Regions from separate parts of the Gossypium hirsutum genome. Here region 2 is linked to region 1. The links are chromatin contacts, called in public Hi-C maps. All regions are on one chromosome and are shown on one strand. Each heading gives the region's core, a stretch centred on a gene start, on an enhancer-like site or on the middle of the called end of the contact. The rest is flanking DNA. Distances are from core to core; before and after follow the strand shown.

What was found. A called contact is a pair of places that touch in the nucleus more often than the background predicts.
Region 2: a Hi-C map of leaf shows a contact between it and region 1, with 2.5 times the contacts expected there. The contact joins two enhancer-like sites. A contact is called at or near these places in 3 of 34 Hi-C or Micro-C datasets (callus and leaf).

What each region holds. Positions count from the first base shown.
Region 1 is chrD12:26,224,848-26,231,052 of Gossypium_hirsutum_v2.1, forward strand. No RefSeq gene overlaps it. Among protein-coding and RNA genes, the nearest start is that of LOC107941136, 96 kb to the right of the region's middle. Within about 2 kb of position 3,729, at least 2 of the 9 cell types and tissues checked have an H3K27ac peak or open chromatin away from gene starts, as enhancers often do. A contact at or near this core is called in leaf, where this site is marked.
Region 2 is chrD12:26,610,836-26,617,392 of Gossypium_hirsutum_v2.1, forward strand. No RefSeq gene overlaps it. Among protein-coding and RNA genes, the nearest start is that of LOC107945341, 11 kb to the right of the region's middle. Within about 2 kb of position 4,191, at least 2 of the 9 cell types and tissues checked have an H3K27ac peak or open chromatin away from gene starts, as enhancers often do. A contact at or near this core is called in leaf, where this site is marked.

The DNA.
Region 1 (6,205 bases), core at 2,479-4,978:
AACAACTCCTTGTTGCTAATGTTCCGGATGTTATTTTTCTTTGTAAAACCAAAATTCACTCTAATGGGTTTTCTCGTATTCACTCTATGTGCGGAATGGAGGGGTGTTTAGTTGTTAGATCGAAAAGGAAAAGCGGAGGCCTGGAGTTGATATGGAGGGAAGGCATAAGAGTTACGATGCAAAACTATTCCAAATATCACATTGACTCGTTGGTCAGCATGGATGATGGTGAGACGTTTAGGTTCACTGGTTTTTATGGCCAAACCGATCCAAACTTAAGACAACAATCATGGGATATGTTGAGAAGGGTGAAGAGTACAATAAATGAAGGATGGATCGTGGGAGGCGACTTTAAGGCCATCTTGAATAACTTTGAGAAGGAAGGTGGTCGTAGAAAACCTAAGTCCTCAATGGATGATTTTGGCGATATTCTAGAGGAGTTAAATCTGACTGATGTTAAAACTTGCAATGGTTGGTTCACGTGGACTAATAACAAAAAGGGCAACAGGCTTGTCAAAGAGAGGTTAGACAGATTTATTATCTTTGTTGTTATAATGGAAAGAATACTATTCTTTACTTCACATATTGTGCGCTAATCAAAATCTGACCATGAGGCTATCTTAATGGATACGAACGGGAACAAGCCTAAAGAGAAGAATAATGACCCTAGGGCTTGGTTTAGATATGATATCTGTTGCGCAAAGGAGCAAGAGGCTAGAGACATCAGTACTAGTATATGGTCCAATGGGGAGGGCAATCTGTTGGAGAAGATGGAGCTGATCCGGGATAAGCTGGGCCCGTAGCAATACCAGCGTTATAGAAGGATCAAGAATAACATAAAAGGGCTGCAAAAGGAGATTAGAAGACTTATAGATGGGCCTACAAGTGAGAGATCAACGAGTCTTCTTAAGAATACTCGAGGCACCCACTACTTCCACGTGCGGTCTTCGGGTGCGGTCTCAGTGGCTGAAGGAAGGGGATAGAAGCACCCACTACTTCCACATGTGGGCTTCGGGTTGTAGAAAAAATAATAGTATCGAGAGACTTAAAGATATGCATGGTAACTGGCATGAAGACAAAGAGGAGATCTGCCACATTGCATGGAATTATTTTAATAACCTTTTTAAGACCTCTATAAATGCATATGATAAAAGTGAGCTTCAGATTGTTCTAAAATGCATTAATAAAGACATGAATAGGAGGTTGAATGGAAAGTTTACTAACGAGGAAATCTTGATGGCTTTCAAACAGATGGATCCCCGTAAGGCTTCAAGGATTGATGGGCTGTCGGGGATCTTTTTCAAGGAACACTGGCCCATAGTGGGTGAAGATGTTCTCCGCTTATATCATGATATACTTCAGGGCAACAAGAGTGCTGAGTGCATTAATGAAACGTTGATTGTTTTGATCCCTAAGAATAAGAATCCGTGTGAAATGGCTAGCTTCCATCCAATTAGTCTTTGCAAGGTGATCAACAAGATTGTTTCAAAGGCTCTCGCAAACCGGCTTAAAGATGTTCTCCCCCTATGCATTAGCCAAAATCAGAGTACCTTCGTTCCTAACTGGATGATACATGACAATGTTTTATTTTTCCATGAGCTCATGCACTATCTTGGTAGCTCCAAAAATGGTTCGAACAAGGGTTGCGTGGTTAAGCTTGACATGAGCAAAGCCTACGACCGGGTGGAGTGGTGTTTTCTTAATAAAGTGTTGATAAAAATGGGTTTCTCTAATGTTTGGGTTATTAAAATTATGGAGTGTGTTTGCACTGTTCGGTACAGAGTTAAATGCAATACGACTGTCCGACATCATTATCCCGAAAAAGGGTCTCCGACAAAGGGACCCTTTATCCCCTTATTCGTTCCTATTTTGTATGGATGCCCTGTCTCGTATGCTGATTCATGTTCAGGAGACTAATATGATTAAAGGTATTTGGGCTAGTAAGGATAGCCCTAGAATTAACCATCTCTTTTTTGCTGATGATGCTCTTTTATTTGTCAAGAATAAACATAGTGAAGTGGAGGCGTTTACAAAGTTTCTGGAAACCTTTGAAAGGATGTCTGGCCAAAGCATCAACTTGGAAAAGCCAATGGTTTATTTCAGTCCAAACACTCCTGGTCCTCAACACGCGACTTTAAGCAGCATGCTTAAGATGAAGGTGGTAAACAACCTTGACGGTTATCTTGGCCTGCCCATACCGATTGGTAAGAAGAAGTCTATTGTCTTCCAAAGTATTTTAGATCGAGCTGCCAATAGAGTCAACAGTTGGTCGAAGAGATTATTGTCAAATGGTGGGAAAGAGATTTTTATAAAGTCTATCCTTTAATCAATCCCTACTTACGCATTCTCGATCTTTTTTGTCCCTAATGGAGCCCTTGAAAAGCTCCAGTCTATGATCTGCCGACTGTGGTGGGGGGTAAGGATAAGAATAGAGGGTGGAACATGCTATCTTAGGACCGGATGTGTTTTTTGAAAGGCATGGAGGTCTGGGCTTCAGGGACTTAAGGCGTTTTAACGTGGCTTTGTTAGGTAGACAAGTGTGGCGGCTTATTAGTTGTAAAGACACATTATGCTATAGAGTCCTGAGCGCTAAATATTTTTCGGATGGTGATGTTCTCTATCCTAAGTGAGTTGACAAGCCCTCGTTTACGTGGAAGAGCATTGCTAGGGCTGCTAGTATTTCGCATGAGGGTTTCAGTTGGAATGTTGGCAGTGGTGGTAAAATTGATATTTGGCAAGAGAACTGAGGCTTTGAAAGGATTTTCGGTGACCCTATTTGCCTCAATAGAAGGGAGGACCAAGAGACTAAAGTTAGCGAACTACTGAATGAGAAGAACGATGGCTGAAACGAGAGGAAGATTATGGAGGGATATGGTGAATATTTGGGGGACCAAATTTGAAAAATTCCCATTCCTCATAACGGTCTGGATAACTATCGTATTTGGTTCCATAGTCCCCTGGGCTCTTATTCTACTAAGTCTGTTTACTCCTGGTTAACCCTAAAGCATGTGGGGTTTGGCCCCTATCGGTTCTTCTGAAGGCTTACGTGGAAGCTGTAACCTTTGTCGAAAATCAGAATTTTCTGCTGGCGCCTAGGGCACGACATCCTTCCTACGTACGAGAAAATTTCTAGCATCCGGAGGGAGTTTAATAGCATTTGTCTGAGATGTGGGACTGAAAAGGAGACCCTCCTTCACGCAATGAAAGACTACCCAAAGGCTCGGGCAGTGTTGGTATATGGGGGCCTTAATAATAACTTGCTCGAGGGTCGCTACTGTCGGTGTGTGACTGGATTGAAGACGTGGCTCGTTCGCTGGACAAAAAGGCTTTTTCAGACTTCATAACGGTGCTTTGGAATTTCTGGAACAGCCGGAATAATAAAGTCTTTCATGATATGGAGGAATAAGCCAAAGTGACTTGGGATAGAGCTGTTGCATTAAGCCAGGATTTTCACATTTTTAACATCTTGGAGAAACTGATGCTTCCTAAACCAGTTGTGGAGGTGGAAGAAGCCAGGACAGGGGGTGGTTAAAATAAATTTCGACACTGCTGCAAATGGTAGGAAAATGAGCTTTGGTCTTGTGGCGAGGGATCATGACGGCTTTGTTCTTGGTGGGCAGGCGGACGTCTGGACAGGAATGTTCAAGCCGAATGGGCTAAGCTGTATGCACTGGAGGAAAGTATAAATCTTGCGCGAGCAAAAAATGGTTAAGGTTGGAGTTTGAATCTGACTACACCAGCTTGGTGAATCGGCTTAATAAGACGAATGTTGACTTTTCAACCATGGGCTACCGTATTCAGGAACTCCTCAAATGATTGGATCCGAGTTTTAGTTTTAATTTTGTTTGAGCCCCGCGTAGTTCCAATAAAGCAGCAGACCATCTCTGTAATTGGGCTTCTATTCATAATTGTATTAAGGATTTTAATATGGATTATCCTCTGGAAATCCATGATATTATTTTAAGTGATGCAATAAATTGAGGTTGACCTTCGGGTCTTTTTCTATTAAAAAAATAATCCTTTGTCATAAAATCCCATTATTTCACCTAAAACTCTTGGAAATTTTCATAGGCACCAAGGATGAAGTAGATATTTTAGAAAGTATGTTCAACAATTTAGACACAATAAATTAGTAGATGGAAGTCTAGAAAATTAGAAGAAAAAAGAAGGATAATGATGATGTTGAGAAAGAACTGGAGAAGTAAAAGAGAAGAAATTATTGTCAAAAGATGTAAGTTTCAATATTAACTTTACTTGTATCTCTATGAGTTGAGTTAACTATGTAACAAATTAAATGTGTGATATGTAAATTTTAATTAAAATAGTAGAGATAGAAAGTATTTAATTAAGTATGATATGTAGAAACACTAAGTTTTCAAGTGAAAGAGAGAAATGTGATTTGTATTATGAGAAGTTTCAAGGTAAAGAAATGAATATAATATCATTATTATATGTGTGTTTAAATGGAAGCTAATGCAAAAAACCATGAAAAAGTAAATATCATCACTAAAACAATTTCTGGACAGCAATAGTAACTTGATTTTAAAAATTCACCAAAAATTATAGAATATGAGTTCAATGATGAACCAAGTATTAAATTAAATTTTAATGAATCTAGTTTTGTACAAAAGAAATGGTATAAACATTGAGAATGTATTAAATGAGTTATATGCATTTTAGTGAGACAAGGTCAGATGAATTTTGAGATCCCTTATTTTAAATTTGAAAAATCATTAAAATTTCTAAAAATATAATTAGGATATGAAATTTATATTTCTTAAAATCTTACTGAGTCAAATTCCAAGAGAAATCAACAAAAATATTATAAGAATTTTGTACATAAAGATAAATAATATTTAGTTGAGAAGGGTCAGAGTTGCCTAACAGTAGAACATGAGAAGATTTGAAGAAAAACTAGTATTAATCTACTTTGAACTAAGTTTTGAAATTTTTATAGTAAAAATTTCATTGAGACTAGTTTCAAAAACAACAAGTAGAACTTAATTTTGATTTCTATAGGCCAAGATAAAAATAATTTAGTGATTGCTACTCAAGTAGACAACTTTGTTAAGAGTATGTGTAATTAGTGAAAGAATAATTAATATTACATATTGGCATGCTATACTAAAAGCCAAAGATTCTCGTATATATACATGTACATATAGGATGTAGAATGGAGAGGAGGAAGAGGAAAACAATATAAGGGTTGTAATGCTAAAAGGTTGTTATAAGTATGAAATTGTTAATACATAAGAGAAGTTTAAATGAAATTGTTGAGACATTAAATGAGTAATTGTTATACGATAATTAATAAAATATTAGTTGACAAAATAAAGTATTATATATATTTAAATTTATTGGTATATGTGTGGGATTATGTGGTATTGATCTTAACACGAAAATAAATAAGTTTCGACTTATTTAGCAAAAAAGGACTCAGGTCGTGACACTAGCCACAATATGTCGTGACATGAGCAATCAAAGAACTTAGTGTCATGTTATGTTTTCCTCTATCTTGTTCTCTTTTATCCGAAAGAGTCTCGTACATAGTTGTGTTGTTTTCCTCTACCTATATGCTAAAATAATTTCACTGAAATCATTTTAGTTAACCATCTAGAAGCCATTGTGCTTCAAATGATAAAATACTATCAAAGAGTTTAGACTTCTGAGTTAAATAAGGCTTGCTTTAGACCTTTCTTTACTCAATCATGGTCGATAAGCTAAAAAGGACTGAAAGAGTTTAGTTGACACTAATATATCTTTTTTTAATGAAATAGTCTAATTGACACTAATATATCTTTTTTAACATAGTTTTTGTATTTTAGGGTAATGTCATCTCCACTCATGTGATAAAAGGAACAATCTTACATGGCATCAGAAGAATAAGTATAATTGGTGTTGCTAGAAGCGAAGGGTTCCAGGTACTTATTATTCAGTTTTCAAAATTCTTGATCAATTCACTCTGTTGAAAGTAATGTGTAAGTCAAATCCCGAAAATCAAGTTAGAAGAAATTGGGTTAGTGAAACCTAGAGTGGTCACATTTTGATTTTTGAGTTAAGATTGTGAAATTATGTTAAGTGAGTTAATTTGGTTCAGTGGTTAGGTGTTACACTTGTATGTGAGAGGTTTTGGGTTCGAATCTTTCCCTTGAATTTTTATTATTCTTTTTCCTAACCCTTATCCTTAAACATTTGGCATAAATAA
Region 2 (6,557 bases), core at 2,941-5,440, 390 kb after region 1:
TAATTATATATTTTATTTGTTTTTAATATTATGTCACACATGTTGTTTATTTTTTTTAAAAACTCGTGTTATAAATCATCCATTTTAAATTGTTTGATTATTTGCTTTAAATTTTTTTCATATATTATCAATTGCAATTTTTTTTTTATACTATCTATTTTATATACCATTTATTTTTAAGATATTTTGTGTATAACTTGTTCTAAATTCCTTATTACACAATATTCATTTTTAAACTCATTTATATATTATTACTTTATATATTACCTATTTTCATTTTTTATATATTATTTATTCCAAACTTATACCTATATTACCTACTTTTTTATATATAATTTATTTATTGATTTGTATATTGTTGATTTTAAATTTATTTTTCCCTTGTTATTCATTTTCAAATTCATTATTTTTAAATTTGTTTACATTTTATTTTGCCTTATATTTTTATTTTATTTTATTTTATTTTATACTCTTTGTTTTAAATTCATTGGTCTTTGATTATTGATGCTAGTATTTAAATAATTGCCATTATGTGTTTTATAAATTGTTTATTTGTATTTTCATATTGCCTTTTTTTTATCAAAGTTTTTACACATTGTTTTAATATTGCGTCAATTTTCCCCAATTTTAAAAAAGAAAACTTTTAAAAATAAGGCAATATTCGGTACTTTGGAGCTTTGAGAAAATCGTGCCCTAACTTACTGGGTTTTGATTTTTTTTATCCAAATAACCGAATATCCTTTTTAAACTTTAATGCATGAGACAAGCTTAGTTTAGAAGGTTAAAATGACGTATCCTAACTTACTGGATGTGACATCTTATTACTTAGGGACAAGGAGGTCTTAACATCAAATTCGATTTATTCAGGTTTTTAAAGAGGATCGTATTTTAAAATTTTTTCAAATGTTCGACATTAAGACGTTAATTAATCGATTAGGTACCAATTTTTGGGCATTACGAGGGTGCTAATTTTTCCTCGTGTGTAACCGACTCCCGAGCCCGTTTTCTTGAATTTTGTAGACCAAAATCATTATTTTAATAAATCAAAATGTTTTATTAAAATGATTACTCTCAAGGTGACCCGATTACACCTCAAAAAAAATTGGTGGTGACTTCATTTTCATTTTAAAAGTCGACCTCGTTTATCAAAATAAAAATGATTTCGACAATTATGGATGAAGAATGTCTTCTTTACAAATAAGAGAAAGAAATATAAGACCATTTACTCACATGTGGATTCTCCAAACAACTATGGCAAGGAATTTTAAACTTATATTAGCTTCAAAGGAAAGCTCTCAATAAGGAAGAGGAATTGCATTGAGCCATACCTAAAGTCTAGAGAGGTAACTTACGTTAGCTTGGTTTTTTATCTAAATCAAGAAAGGTAATCTTGGAAATTTGAGTTGGGCATTGGTTAACCATCCTAGCCCAACTCAGCAAAAAAAAGGGTAACTTAGGGGTTTTTTCCCCTTTACGGATGTCATAGTCAGCTCCTTTATGTCTTAGTTAGATTGTGTTCTTTCGGTTTGATTAAACTACAACTTCAAACCTCGACAAATGTGTACTTCATTAATTAAATCCTATTTTCAAACTATTTTTTGAGGTTGAAATTGCAGTTGAGATGAAGATGATTAAATTGGAGTTGAGATGAAGAGAAATTAGTAACTTTTCATTTCTTGTTTTTTAATTTGGTTAAAAATACATATTGGGTGATGAAAAGAAATTGGTATCTTTCTTAATTTGCTAGGATGAAATCAAAATTGGGTATGAAGAAGTTGACGAAAATGGTATTCATATTTTTGAGGTTTCTTTTAATAGAAATAGAGTAATAATAAATATTGAGTAAAGTAATTTTTAGTGTTCTAAAAGTTGCACAAAAGGCTGATGTGGTGGGAAAAATGGCATGTGTCGTTTTTTTATTGATAAAATTAAGTGTGTTAAGGGCATGTCATTATCCCTTTTCCCAACTTACAAAAAAGAAGGGAAGAAAACAGCATGAATTGACATTACCAGATGAGCTCGTGTGGTGACTAATGTGACAAGCTTTTGATAAACCATTTAAAAGTGGGGCCAAACTAATTTGTGCTATGATTGTTTCACTACTCAATTGGAACATTAAAATGCCGTACGGTTCCTTTGAGTGCTCTCAAAACCCATTGAGCTGTCATCACTCTCTTCACCCTCAACCTTAATTTTCTGCCTTGCTTGCCATTAAAATAAACCCCTTTTCCGTTTTTATTTTTTATTTTCCTTTAACATTTCAAAAATATATATTCAAATTATTTTTTAACAAAAATGTTGATTAAAACATTAATTTTTAATAATTTTAATGTGATAATCTGTCTGATAAATTACATATTCTTTTATATTGACATATTATATCATATCAATAAATAATTTTAAAAATAAAATAAATAAAAAATTCAAAATTCAGAAAAACTATTTTACCTTCTTTTAATATATAAATTTGTTATCTTGGATCTTACAGCAAATGAAAGCCAAGTAGACTTGCAAAAGCAACGCATGCTTCTGAAAGGAAAATCATAACCTCATGTGAGATCAACATTTGGCTAAACTTTATAACATTAATAAAAAAGAGTTTGTGGGGTTTGTTTTGATTGATTGCTTTGCTAGTCAATCGCTTGGTAGCTCACAGTCAATATTAGAGACTCCTTGGTTGACACAAAGCTCAATTCACTATACACTAAATATTAAAAAAAAAGTAAACTATAACATTACTCTTTTAACTTTGATTACTTAATTAAAAAATTATAATTTAATCGTTAAACTATTAGGAATTATTATTTTTTATCATTAAACTATTCAAGAGTTTTTATTTAAGTCGCTAAGTTGTTAAGTTCTTTTTAAAAAAAAAATTCTGCCAGCAAACTCCAAACGACGATTCAACGATTGGTATAATAAATCAATACCCATCAAGAAGTAGAAGAACATACTTTAAATCTAACCCAATCTAACGGTAAGTGTTAGAGATCAGAAAAAAAAATATGTTTAAATTTTGATTCGTAGATTCGTGACGTCCAAAGTTGTTTCATAAAAAAATTAAAATTGTAGAAGAGAAGGAAAAAAAAGAGCTTTCAATTAGTGCAGGTAATGCGCACAGAGAAAGGCATATAACATTGATTTTAATAGTTCAATAACTTGAATGAAAATTTTTGAATAGTTTAATGATCAATTGTAACTTTTTTAATTAAGTGACCAAAACAAAAATTAATCCATAATTTAGTGACTAATGTAAAGATTACGCTTAAAAAATACACTATTTTTGCTCAAATTTTGTGTGCAATTTGCAAATGCTTGAAGCAAGAGGCAACAGCTTCCTCAAGGAACCTCAGGAAAAAAAGCACAAAGCAGAAACTATAGGCGACACGCAAGAATTCCCTGGCATAGTTTTAAGAAAACCATAAATTTAGCCTCCAATTCATTCTATTTTTACGGGTTAATTTTGGTTTTAGCAACCATTAGTTCTTTTTTTTTTATCATTGAAATCTACTTTATTAATTTTTTTTCATTAAAAAGAAAGAAAATTGGTTTTGTCCAAATTCAATCGAAATTTCAAATTGAAGAAGTCTTTTTGCCATTAAAAATGTGGTTTTGACACAAAACCCTCATCTTCATCTAAATGGATGTTAGGGCCACACCATTTATTTCCTTGTTTATACACACACATGGTTGTCCCTAGTCTCAATAGCACCCCCAACCAAGAAAAAGTGAACAAGCAAGCAAAGACCCAAATCTAATCCTATAATGTTGGTCACTTGGTCTACTTAAACAATTAATGTACTCTTTAGCGTACGGTTTGTCTTTAAAAAGTACTGAAAATTTGAGTATAGTTCACCATTATTTGGGTTGGAAAGATTTTAATGTTCTTATGGCTTTAATTTTAAGGTCTACAATTTAGTTGGGCTTCAATTTTCCCAATCAATGGTCCCCTAAACCATGGTCCTAGGCTAAAGGTCACAAGGGACCCAAGTGAATGCCTACAAACCAACATACTGTTGAGAGGGTTCTATCATTGCACTCTTAAAAGGGGTTTCTTGCTGACCAATTGAAAATGAAAGATCCCCCAACGACCCATTCATTTTTCTTTTGTGTGGTAAATCGGGGCCTCAAAGCCTTAATTTTGAGGCCTTCTCTTCTCATGGTTTCCTCACCTCAACTCTATTTAACAGCAGCCCAACAAAAAAATATCTTCCCCTTGTCTAATTGATGCCAAAATCAAAACTCTTGTCACCTTCAACCCTTAGCTTTGTGGGTAATTTTAAGGACAAATAAATATTGTTGAATCTATTTAAGAGAGGAATAAAGAGGAAGATGTGCAACCTTGGATGTGACAATCCATTTTCATTGATATTCATGTAAGAAAAAAAAAAGGGTATGATTAGTTTTTTAAATTATATTGTTAGTTACTAAATTATGGGTAAATTTTCATGTTAGTCACTTAACTAAAAAGTTAGAATTGGTCACTGAACTATTTGAAAGTTTTCATCTAAATCACTGAAACATTTAAAAGTTTTTGTTTAAGTCACTGGGTTGTTAAGTCTTTTTTTTTTAAAGTTGCGTCAATGAGCTCTAAGCAACGATTCGTTGACCAGTAGGTGAATCAATACCCATCTACGAATAGAAGAACATACCTTAAACCTAAGTCCATTTGATAGTCAGTGTCAAAAATCAAAGAAAAGTTGTTTAAATTTTAATTCGCAAATTTATGACGTCCAAAGTTGGTTCATGAAAAAAATTGAACTGTAGAAGAGAAGAGGAAAGAAAGCTTTCGATTGGTGCAGACAATGCAAATAGAGAAAGTCATATAGCATCAATTTTAACAACTCAATAACTTAATTGAAAGCTTTTAAATAGTTTAATGACCAAATCGTAACTTTTTAAAATTATGTGACAAAAAAACTCATAATTTTTAGTGATATAATTTACCTTTTATTATATGATATATCAACATTTGGTATAGTTTACCCCTAAAATTATATTATATATGAACATTTTCTTTCTTGCTTATTAAGTTTTTCAATACCTTTTATTAAGGTAGTGGTGATTAAAATTTAAAAATTATAGTTCGAATTTGTTTAAATATGTATTATCTTTGAATAGAATAATTTTAAAGTTTGAAATTAGTATTAAGAAATCACATCCTACTTGTAATTTTACCAAACAAGAGAGGGAGAGAGCTTGATTCGAATCACTACAAAAATGTGATCTTATAAAATATTTTAAGGAGTAGAATATGAATTTTGACTATAATTTTGTTTTTGTTAAAAAAGTTTTATTCCATAATTGATTCTATCATATCTTCAAGGTTTAAATTTTATAACTAACATACAAAAAAACCTCTTAAATACCTTGAGTTTTAATTTTTTTTATTAAAAAAAGTTACATCCTTAAAAATAAAGATGATTTAATTCAAACAAAATTGCAAAAATAACATACCAACGAATGATGGAAAAAAATATCTTGCAAGGTGTCTGTGAGCCAATAAATGTTAATGGTGGCGTATTGATGTCAACTTCACCCCATTTGAAGAGCCCAAACATGATATAATGGACCCCCAAGACACAAAAACATATGCATTGGTGGGACAACGCAATGCTCAGGTTGATTGTTAGCTTTCAAAATCATCACACCCTTTGCCCTTTTTCTATTTAAATTTGGACCTTGGTCGGATTATGCTGGATGATGATGGGCTTGTTGTAATTTCGACAGTGATTTTTTTGCATGTCATTTTTGAGACACAAAAGCCATTCCTCTTTTTCTCCCCTTCAAAGGATGTATATGTCTATGAACCAACACTTGTTTCATTTCAGACCTTACTTCTACCGCCTTTTAATTTTATATATAAATTTTCATATATTTTAAATTTAATCTCCATATTATATAACATTCGCCCCTTAAGCCATAAGGTCATACTTTATATTAATAAAATATTTTCTAGTTTTTAATTATATAACTTTAATAATAATAAAATATTAATATATGATGGACCTTGAAAAACTGAACTTAGAGGCTCAATATAGACTTTAAGGCTAAATTCCAAAATTAATTGATTTTGGCCCATACTCATGTATATTAATCTTCCTCTCAGCTCATTACGTAAAAGACCTCTCGGTAAATATTTTTGCATAAATTATGTTCTTTATTTATTTGACTTATTATTTTTTTCTTTTTCCTAATATGTTGTTATTTAATATATTACAGTATTTAGGTTTTTTGATTAAATTATGGTCAACAAAAAGATCAAATCTTTTTTCAAGAAAAGGATGTCAGAAAGCAATAATGATCAACCGGTTCCTCAACCTTCTGTTATTAGTGGAGAAAAATCAAATATCAGATCTTCCCAAACTCCTGGACGAGATATCAGGTCTTCTCAATCCCAAGCTCCTGAACTCGATATCAAGTCTTCCCAAGCTTCTGAACAAAATATCAGGTCTTCTCAATCCCAAGATCTTGAACAAGATATTGAGTCTTCCAAAGCTCCTAAACAAGATATCGGGTCTTCTTAAGTTCTTGAATGTTCTCGTAAGGTGCCGAGA